3 separate regions of the Mus musculus genome follow, and regions 1 and 2 are each linked to region 3. Evidence: chromatin contacts called from public Hi-C and Micro-C data. All regions are on one chromosome and are shown on one strand. Each heading gives the region's core, a stretch centred on a gene start, on an enhancer-like site or on the middle of the called end of the contact. The rest is flanking DNA. Distances are from core to core; before and after follow the strand shown.

Region 1 (2,764 bases), core at 161-2,660, 45 kb after region 3:
GAAGGAGTTGACAGTAAATCTCTTAAGTGTCAACTTTGTGATTTGTCATCTGAGAAAGTGAATTCCATGTTGATGAACTCAAAGAAATGTCATCTGGGCAAGGGTTGGAAGGGACACTTAGTTCCTGGTGTCTGTTTTCAAAAGATTTAAGGCAATTGGCTTACATTCAGAGAAGACCCTCAATTTGTGTCTTTGAACATCAGAGCCTGGAACAGTGGGCCAGGAGAATGGTCTTTAAATTGTTAGAAAACCATGGAGAAGGAGAGGCAAGGCTACCTTTGCTTATCCTCAGGCTAGAAGGCCAGAGACCAAAGTGACCATCGCAGAGTCAGGGAGTCTTGGTGCCTGGTTCCTGGAAGTTTCCCAGCATACAGGGTCTAAGCTCCTGTACTGGATACTGGACAAGAAGAAAATAAACCCACAACCAGTGAGTGTTCTCCTAGGTTCTTGCTGACTTCTTGATGGGGAAGATCTGGTCAAGAGAGTGGCTAGTTCTCAGCTATGACGGTGGGTAAGTCTCTCCGTGATGTTTTTTTCTCTTGTAAAAAATGTGTATGTGTCCACAAGTGTGTGGAGGCTACAGGTCAACATCGGGTGTCTTCTTGATTGCTTTGTTCCTTATTTTGTGAGACGGGGTCTCTCACTGAACCTGAAACTCACCAATTGCCTAGCTAGCCTGGCTGACCAGCAAGGTCCAGAAAGCCACACAGTATCACCACCTCTGGCCTAATTCCCATTCCCTTTGCAATGGGAATTGCAAACTCACCCTACCACATTCCAACTTTTACACCCTTGCTACAGATCTGAGCTGGGTCCTCATGCTTGCATCCCCCTCCCCCAGTCTTGGCTCTCTTTCTTTTCTTGTGCTTGTTCTTTATCGAGACAGGGTTTCTCTGTGTAGCCCTGGTTGTCCTGGAACTCACTCTGTAGACCAGGCTGGCCTTGAACTCATAGATCCGCCTGCCTCTGTCTGTGCTGGGATTAAAGGCCTGTAGCACTGTTCTCTCTCTCTCTCTCTCTCTCTCTCTCTCTCTCTCTCTCTCTGTCTCTCTCTCTCTCTCTCTCTCTCTCTCTCTCTCTCTGTGTGTGTGTGTGTGTGTGTGTGTGTGTGTGTGTGTGTGTGTGTGTGTGTGTGTGTGTAGTGGGTGGGTGTTGGTGGTGTCTGCAGTCTCTAAATCACATAATTAGGCAGTGGGGTGGGCGGTGAGTAAACTGGACAAAACCTTGAGCTAGTTAGAACCTTGCAATGGAATTAACTTTGGCCCTTGCTTGGCTGTACAGGAGGGGCGGGGTTACTTTAATGCTTGCTCGGGAGAAGGCGATTGGCCCTGGGGAAATCCTAGGGGCGGGTCTAGTCGGTGGTTGCCATTGGTTCTGCCGGCAAGTCAAGGGATGGCAGCGAAGGGGGCGGAGCTCTCGAGGGGAGTCAATTGGTCCGCTGGAGCCCACCAAGGGATTGGAGCAGGCAGGCGTGCAAACCTGCACCCTGTAGCCCCCAGCCAGGAATCAGGAGGCAGCCACCTGGAAGCTCACGGGGCCTGCAGCGGGGCGAGGGGCGCTCGGGGCGTTGGCACGAGCGCGCGCGCCTGCGTCGCCTTCTCGGATGCGGCGAGGACGACTCTGTGTCGCGACCTGAGCCATTCAACAGCTGGCCTCGCCCGCGGCGGTGGAAGAGAGCGACCAGGAGGGTTGATCCTTGACACTGCGGCGGCTGGAGGGAGGCGGCGGCAGGAGCGGTAGCGGTTCCGCTACCCCAGCGGAGCTAAGCGTGAAGGTACAGCGGCTGCTGAGGCTCCCGATAACACCCCCCCCCCCCTTTCTGAGAATCGACCAGGCGGCTGCGTCCTTCTGCGTCCCGGTTGGCCGGCCGCCCTGGCCTACCGGAGTCTTGGGTGCCTGGGAGGCAGGGCCGCGTTGGACCCTGAGTGAGGACTTGGGAGGGGTTTTGGAGAGAACCCAGGTAGCCAGGCCTGCTCTAGGTGGAAACCAGGTTTTCTAGAGATGCCCCTAGGCTTTCCCCCTTGGATCCATTCGGCTGCTCTCTTGGGTCTTGGTGCCGCACTAGGGGGCGCTGTGGCCGCTGCTGCAGCTGAGGTCACTGGAAGCTTTTCCTTAGGGTGTACTAGATTGCTTAGGAAAGCTGAAGGATGCCCTCCTCCCTGCTGTATGCAAAAGCCAAGGGCTCTGGTTCTCAATCTGCTTCAGTGACATTCATTCCAGTTAACCACTACCCAGGGTCCGTTGCCTCTGCCCACTGATGACCACCAAGGGCCTTGTGAGGTTCCTACCGTGGATGGAATTAAACTGCTTCTAATTTGACCCAAGAAAGCAGGGTAAACCTCTAAGCCTTTGGAATGCATAGTCTTGAGCTTTGAGTAGATGGGCAGAAGTATCAGGGAAGAAAGCAAGTTGGGGAGCCTCATGTCTTGGATACTGCTGTCTCTGAGCATGTTGGTCACTGGGACTAGTACCATTTTTACATTTATCACCTGCTTATGAAACCAGTCACTACCTGAGCACTTTTGAATGTCACTAACTCTAAACATGTGTTGATTGGAACCCTGGAACTCTGAATTGCAGTATGGGGACTACCTGGGTCTTTTTATTTCCCACAGGGTTTCAAAGATGGTACCCATTTTACCTGATGTTCTTCCTGTCTCAGATCTACCTTTGAAACCTCATACTGTTGAAATACTGTAAGATTGTGAAGTATAATTGATAGGGATGCCTTTTCAATTCTGAAAATGTAGTGGGGATCTCTCAA
Region 2 (3,095 bases), core at 281-2,780, 54 kb before region 3:
CTGCTCCAAGGCCTGGGGTTTTACTTCCAGCCCTGGGAACAAAGTAAAAACAAAACAAAAAGTGTCTTGACCACCTCCTGCCTGTAGGCTGCATGTCTAATTCAGAGCTAAGGCCAGTCTTTAGAGCTGGCCCTGTGCCTAGCGAATGAGGAACTTACAGACCATCGTCCCCAATAGGGAAACAGACCCTCCCCTCAGAGCCGTCATCACTGACTTCCTTTTTTAGGCTTCCTTTCTAGCTCCCATGCAAACATCCTTGAGCTCTTTTTAAGGTCACTCCCTTGCATCTTTAGCTCTTATTCTCGCAGCAGTGGTTGATGTGGGAGAAGGTGAGAAACCGCCGCCGCAGGATGGCAGCTGGGAGTGGGGGAAACATTAGGCTGAGGAGACAAGTCCCTGCTGGAGAAAGGATGCTGCAGACCCTGTTGGATCCTAAAGCCAAGTTAGGCTGAGATTGGAGATGGGGATGGTGGACAGAACTCTTTTTGAGGCAAGAGACTGGTCCTTCTTCCTGTACTACCCACTTACTCCTTAGGACACTGGTCTCACTTTTTACACACCATCAAGAGTGTTCTCTCCTGCCGGGCGTGGTGGCGCACGCCTTTAATCCCAGCACTCCGGAGGCAGAGGCAGGCGGATTTCTGAGTTCGAGGCCAGCCTGGTCTACAGAGTGAGTTTCAGGATAGCCAGAGCTATACAGAGAAACCCTGTCTCAAGAAACAAACAAACAAACAAACAAAAAAAACAAACAAAAAAAAGAGAGCGTTCTCTCCTAAGCCAGAAAAGCAAACATTTTCAAGTTACTAGACGTTGGGAATGGATAGACCTTATCGCCATGGGAAGCCTTTTTGTTTCTTTACCCCCAGATATCATTTGCTAATTCTGCCTCCTCCCAGAAAGACTCAAGAGGTCACAAAACTGCAGTTCACAGGGCAAGAATCTCAAGAGCATGTGAAAAACTGCTACTGTACCCTAGGGGCCACACATATGGCCTTGTAGCCCCCTCCCAAGGCCAGCCTCCACCCCCACCCGACTCCCATCCGGTTTTACAGAGGAAGGGAAACTGAGACTTCTTAGGATTCATCAGGGTGGCAGCTTTGCCATTCCAGTCCGATCTCCCGACCCCTCCCACCGGGCTCTTACTTTCGGTAGGCGGCCAGCTGTACCATGCTGCAGGGGAAGAGGCGCAGGCAGGCCACGCCATTCCCTTTCCACAGGGCCCTTGGCCCCTCGGACAGCCACACCCGGCGTCCGGTGGCCCACAGCCCCAGGGAGTGGCTTTGCACCTTGCCGACTTGGGCCAGCACAGTGGCAAGCTCCAGGGGCGCGGTGAGGCTGAGGCTGAACGCCCCGGCCAGCCCCGCACACAGGAGCCGCTGGCTGCCGGTTAACCGGCCATCCCGTCTCCACGTAGCCATCCTGACCCAGGCCCGTGCCGGCCACCTCGTGGCTGGTGCCCTGGGCTCGCGGGGGCAGTTAGAGCAGTCCGGCCAGGCCCCGCCCGGCGTGGGGCGGACTTGGGAGATGAACTGGGGAAGTCAGGCTCACACCCGAGCAGCGCCTCAGGGATAGGGTGGGATCAAAGGCGACTCTCTCAGGTATCTGAGGCATGCTCAGTTAGTGTGTGTTTGCAATGCAATAGGCAAGACCGAGGCTTCCATTTCCTGTTCTTTCTGGGCCTAGCCAGCATCACGTTTTTCTTAGGTATTCCCTTAGGTACTTTGCTTCTTCTGGGTCCCTTTTCACATTCTATGTCATCCCCCTTCGCCTGTCTATCTTCTCTTCCATAGGCTTCTTTTATTTTAAATCCAGAGTGCAGAAAAGACAGACCTTGAATAACAACCTGCTGCTACCTAGTAGACAACTTGTTAGAGCCTCCTTTTCAGAGACTATAGGTGTGCTTAAGGCTTTGGAACCTTACCTGCCTTAGAATCCTTAGCTCTGCAGATGACATGTCATAGGAGGGTAGGGAAGTCGATTGCTCACTTTGTGTCCCAGTTGCTTCACCTGTACTATGAAGATGGTACTTTCGAGGATTAAATGAAAATTTAATAAATGAAAATTTAATTTATAAAGATGAAATGAATAGTGGCTGGAAGAAGTAACCAGTCTGTATGTGGTGCTTATGAGGGTATGACTAGCTGCTGCCGTAGAGAAGAGGAAACTAAGACACGGAGACACTTGCTCAAGCCTGAGTGTTCACTACCTCGCAGAATCGGGGTTCCTATGTAGGTCAATGTTAGACCTAATAAGGGCCACACCCAAGGATTGCATAGTGGCAGTAGTACATACATTCAGTGATTCTGTTAGGTAAGGGTTAGGACAATATAGGTAAAAAGGTGATAACTGTGGCTTTGCCAGAATCTAAGAAGGATTTAAAAATATTAACAACTTTCCAATTTTATTTCTGTTTTTTTTAAAGGGCTCAACAATGATAATTACAAGGAAAGAGACAGCTAGCAAACGCACTGTTAGCATAAGACATCCCAAATTTGCATCTTATTTTCTATATTGATTCTCATGTTGCTAATGGAACCTTTTCAAGCTAAGCACATCCATCCAATCTGGCACACACTAATTGTACATTTTCATGGGATACAATATGATATCAGAACACATGTCCCAGCAATTTCAGGTTCTTGGTGGCTCATCTCACTACTGAAAAAATGGGGGAGATGGCTCAGTAGGTAATGTGCTTGATAGGCAAGCAAGAGGACCTCTAGCATCCATGTAATAGTTGGGCACAGTGGTCCATGTCTTTCTGAAATAGTGAACTCCAGGTTTGGTAAGAGAACTTGCCTCAGAAATTAAGCTGGCAGTGTCAGAGGGATGGGGGAGAAGACTGGAAAGAGAAAATGACAGAATGAAACCAACTACTGTGCATGCTAATTTTAAATTTAGAATAAATAAGTAAAACCAATCCATTGAAAAAGAGTGGAGATAATGATCAAGGTAGACACTTGATCTTAACCTCTGGCCTCTGTATGTACAGGCATGTACAAGCTCGGTCTCCACCCTTCCCCTCTTTGCACACATATGCACCAAAATAAGTGAAGGGTTTATTTTATTTTGGCCAGAACTGAGCAGACAAAAAT
Region 3 (2,976 bases), core at 122-2,621:
AATGGCTGCTAAGAGGGAGAGAATCAATTTTCTCCAGAGACAAGTCCCTGATAGGTCATCCAATTTCGGGTGATCAGCCCTAAGCACATACATATATAAGCAATACTAAACGGACACAGCTGGTTTATATATTTACAACTTAGAACATGAAGGAAGTTGGTGGGGAAGGGGGAGGAATAGTAATGATGTACATAAATACAGTACTCATGTATGAAACTTCCCCCAAATAAAGTATTCTTAAAATTAAAAACAAAAACAAAAAAATGAGAGTGGCATTTCAAATTGAAAATACAGATTCTGTGGTTACATTTATTTACATTTTATTTATATACAATATATACAAGTACTTTTTTGCTATCAAGGATAAGAAAGCATGAGGGAGAGTGACTTGCCATAATATACAATTATCTTTTTACATTTAGGAAATATGTGTGAGAATATGTATTCCCTTTAAGATAAACATCGTCTGCAGAATAAAGACTTTGTAAGTCAACATTGGGCTTTGAAAGGGAGGTATTTTAAAGCCTAAAATAGTGGATTGTTTTCTTTTCACATCCATAAAGAATTCCAAAAGATTACTATATTTTTTCAAATCACTATGTACGTATAGTATCATACCTAGGAGACCTTCATCAAAATGGGAATGACTATCAAATAAGGATATCTACTTGTTTGTTTTCTAAACAGATGGCCATCAACATTCAATATCCCGATATGCAGTTTCTTGCCATTTGGAGCCAGGATTCTTTTAATTATAACATTCATCTTGGGGCTTTCGACCTTTCCTGTGAGGAAGGCTGGCATCGGCTCAGGTTTAACATAGAATGCTTCCTGGAACTTGCAGAGGAAGAACAAAAAGAAAGCCCAGTGGCAGCACATCATAATGCAGCCCCCAACAGTTGGATGCCACCTGAGCTCATTCCTTTTTAAGATTTTAAAAGACATTATTAGGGATAGGTGTGGTGGTTTACATCTGAAAACACCCAATGCTACCATTCAAGAGGCTGAGGCAGGGGAATCGTTGTGATTTCCAGGCTCGCCAGACCTACACACTGAATTTCAGGCTAGCTTGGGCTAGAGTGAGACCTGTTTCAACAAAACAAGACCCAACAAAGCAATAAAGAAAACTACCCAAACAAAAGGAGTCTTGGTGGCAAGCTATAAGAATATGGCTTAGCCTCAGCTTTGCTCTCAGGAAGCACTAGGCAGTTGTCTCTATATGAAAGACCTCTCTCCACTGTATTTCACTAGAGAAGCCCTTGACAATAAGCCTGGATTCCTTTGCCATGCTATGAGACACAGGTTATGAGCACATTGGAGAAAGGAAATACCTTCTGAGTTTTCCCCAGTGAATCACTTTGGAGCAGGCCTTCCTTGTTTAGAAACAAGGTCCTCTGATGACTCTAAGGCAGCAGGCTATCATTGCCCTGGGCTCAGGGTGTAGCAAGACTGTTTGTGGTCTCATTGTGGCTTCCTCTCCCCATCTCTTGGTTTGTTGAGTTGGTTGCTGGGGAGAGCTAGGTTGATTTGCATAGCAGCTATGGAGTCTCCTAAGAAGAAAGAGATCATGTGTCTATAAGAGATCATGTGTCTATAGCTTTTCTAAAAAATATTTTAGCTCATATCTCATTTTTCATAGAGGATTTTTTCATCTCTCAAGGTTATTATTTATCTTGTCTTATAATCATCTTTGCACACAATATTATTTATACTTATCTCTTTGAGGAGATTTTAAGTTTATTTTCTTCATTCCTCCACTAGAATGTGGTTCCTTGGGGACAGGAACATTCTTTGCATTTTTCATCTCTTATCCCTGTGTTTGGAATCATGCCGGTGGTGGTGGTAAGTAGACATACTTTAAGAGTTTGTAGGAAGAGTGAATGACTGGATGAAATAGCCACAAGGAGGCAACAATGAAAAGTACAAGGGATCTTTCTGCTTCTCCAACTTCTCTCACGGAGAGGATCATCTGATACTCTCGAAACCCTTGACCCTTGAGATCAGGTTGTGCCATGCCCTAAGTAAAATGGTGTTTTTCCAGACTGTGTCTTGATCTGAGTGACTCCATTTTATAAGCAGTTTTGAGGATGAATGATGGTACCTCAGTGGACATGTGAACAGTACCATCTCTCTGATTCTATCTACGCAGCACAGACTGATAAACGACTTATCCCTGAGCTTATGAAGGGTCATACCCTATAAATGTATCAAGGTACATTGCACATATTAAAAACATTTTAGAACACCAGGTCTAAGAAGGAAAGAGTGTTAACTCCTCATCTAGACTCCATAAGGAGGTGAACACACAGTACTATGACAGCAACAGGCCCCAACCACCTCTCAACTAACCTTGGTATGTGCAACAAGGACAGTCACGGAGCTTGTGACTGAAACCAGGGACTTCAGATTGTCCTTCTCAAATATCATCTCTCTACATGTGCCATGGCATAAGCATGGAGGTCAAAGGACAAGTTGGGGGAGTGAGTTCTCTCTTTCTACCAAGTGTAATCTGAGGATTGAACTCAAGTCATCAGTCTTGGTTGCAAGTGCCTTTACGTGCTGAGCCATCTCACCAGCCCTACTGGTTGATGTATTTAACCACTGCTTGAATTTCATTCATAATCATAAGTTTGCTTTGTTTTTTTCTTGAGTGGGTTTGGGCAAATTGTAGCTTGACCCTACCGATAACTGTAGCTTCTCTATCAAAACCTCTCCAGAACTTCCATCCCTATCAGCTTTCCTCTCAGGCCTTTTTGAATCTCCTTGCCTCTTCAGCCCTTTACTTTCATTTATTAAAACACACATACACAATGTGAATTGTCATACTTTGTGAATTTATTCAATAAAATGTGACACTATGAAAAGATAAACCTTATTTGCTTCTTACATAGTTCACTCATAACATGACCTGTTTTAATTTTTTTATTTTTAAAGATTTATTTATTATATGTAAGTGCACTGTAACTGTCTTCAGAC

Evidence for each region. A called contact is a pair of places that touch in the nucleus more often than the background predicts.
Region 1: a contact with region 3 is called in a Micro-C map of trophoblast stem cells, with 2.9 times the contacts expected there. The contact joins the promoter of Akap17b here to the enhancer-like site in region 3. A contact is called at or near these places in 2 of 15 datasets of contacts at CTCF or cohesin (large pre-B cells and pro-B cells), 3 of 484 Hi-C or Micro-C datasets (embryonic stem cells and trophoblast stem cells), 3 of 115 datasets of contacts at active chromatin or transcription factors (the 230-238 cell line, large pre-B cells and neural progenitor cells) and 1 of 9 other capture datasets (pancreatic islet).
Region 2: a contact with region 3 is called in a Hi-C map of pre-megakaryocyte-erythroid progenitors, with 1.6 times the contacts expected there. The contact joins the promoter of Slc25a43 here to the enhancer-like site in region 3. A contact is called at or near these places in 3 of 39 promoter capture datasets (3T3-L1-derived adipocytes, embryonic stem cells and pre-B cells), 1 of 484 Hi-C or Micro-C datasets (pre-megakaryocyte-erythroid progenitors) and 3 of 9 other capture datasets (adipose tissue, liver and pancreatic islet).

The regions. Positions count from the first base shown.
Region 1 is chrX:36,644,060-36,646,823 of GRCm38.p6, reverse strand. It overlaps Akap17b (A kinase (PRKA) anchor protein 17B), which reads left to right and starts at 1,410. Exons shown (of 7, transcript NM_001081956.1): 1 at 1,410-1,774.
Region 2 is chrX:36,742,067-36,745,161 of GRCm38.p6, reverse strand. Slc25a43 (solute carrier family 25, member 43) reads right to left here and starts at 1,530. Exons shown (of 5, transcript NM_001085497.2): 1 at 1,144-1,530. The coding sequence starts at 1,418.
Region 3 is chrX:36,688,341-36,691,316 of GRCm38.p6, reverse strand. No RefSeq gene overlaps it. Among named protein-coding and RNA genes, the nearest start is that of Akap17b, 44 kb to the right of the region's middle. Within about 2 kb of position 1,371, at least 47 of the 459 cell types and tissues checked have an H3K27ac peak or open chromatin away from gene starts, as enhancers often do. A contact at or near this core is called in the 230-238 cell line, pre-megakaryocyte-erythroid progenitors, pro-B cells and 1 more, where this site is marked.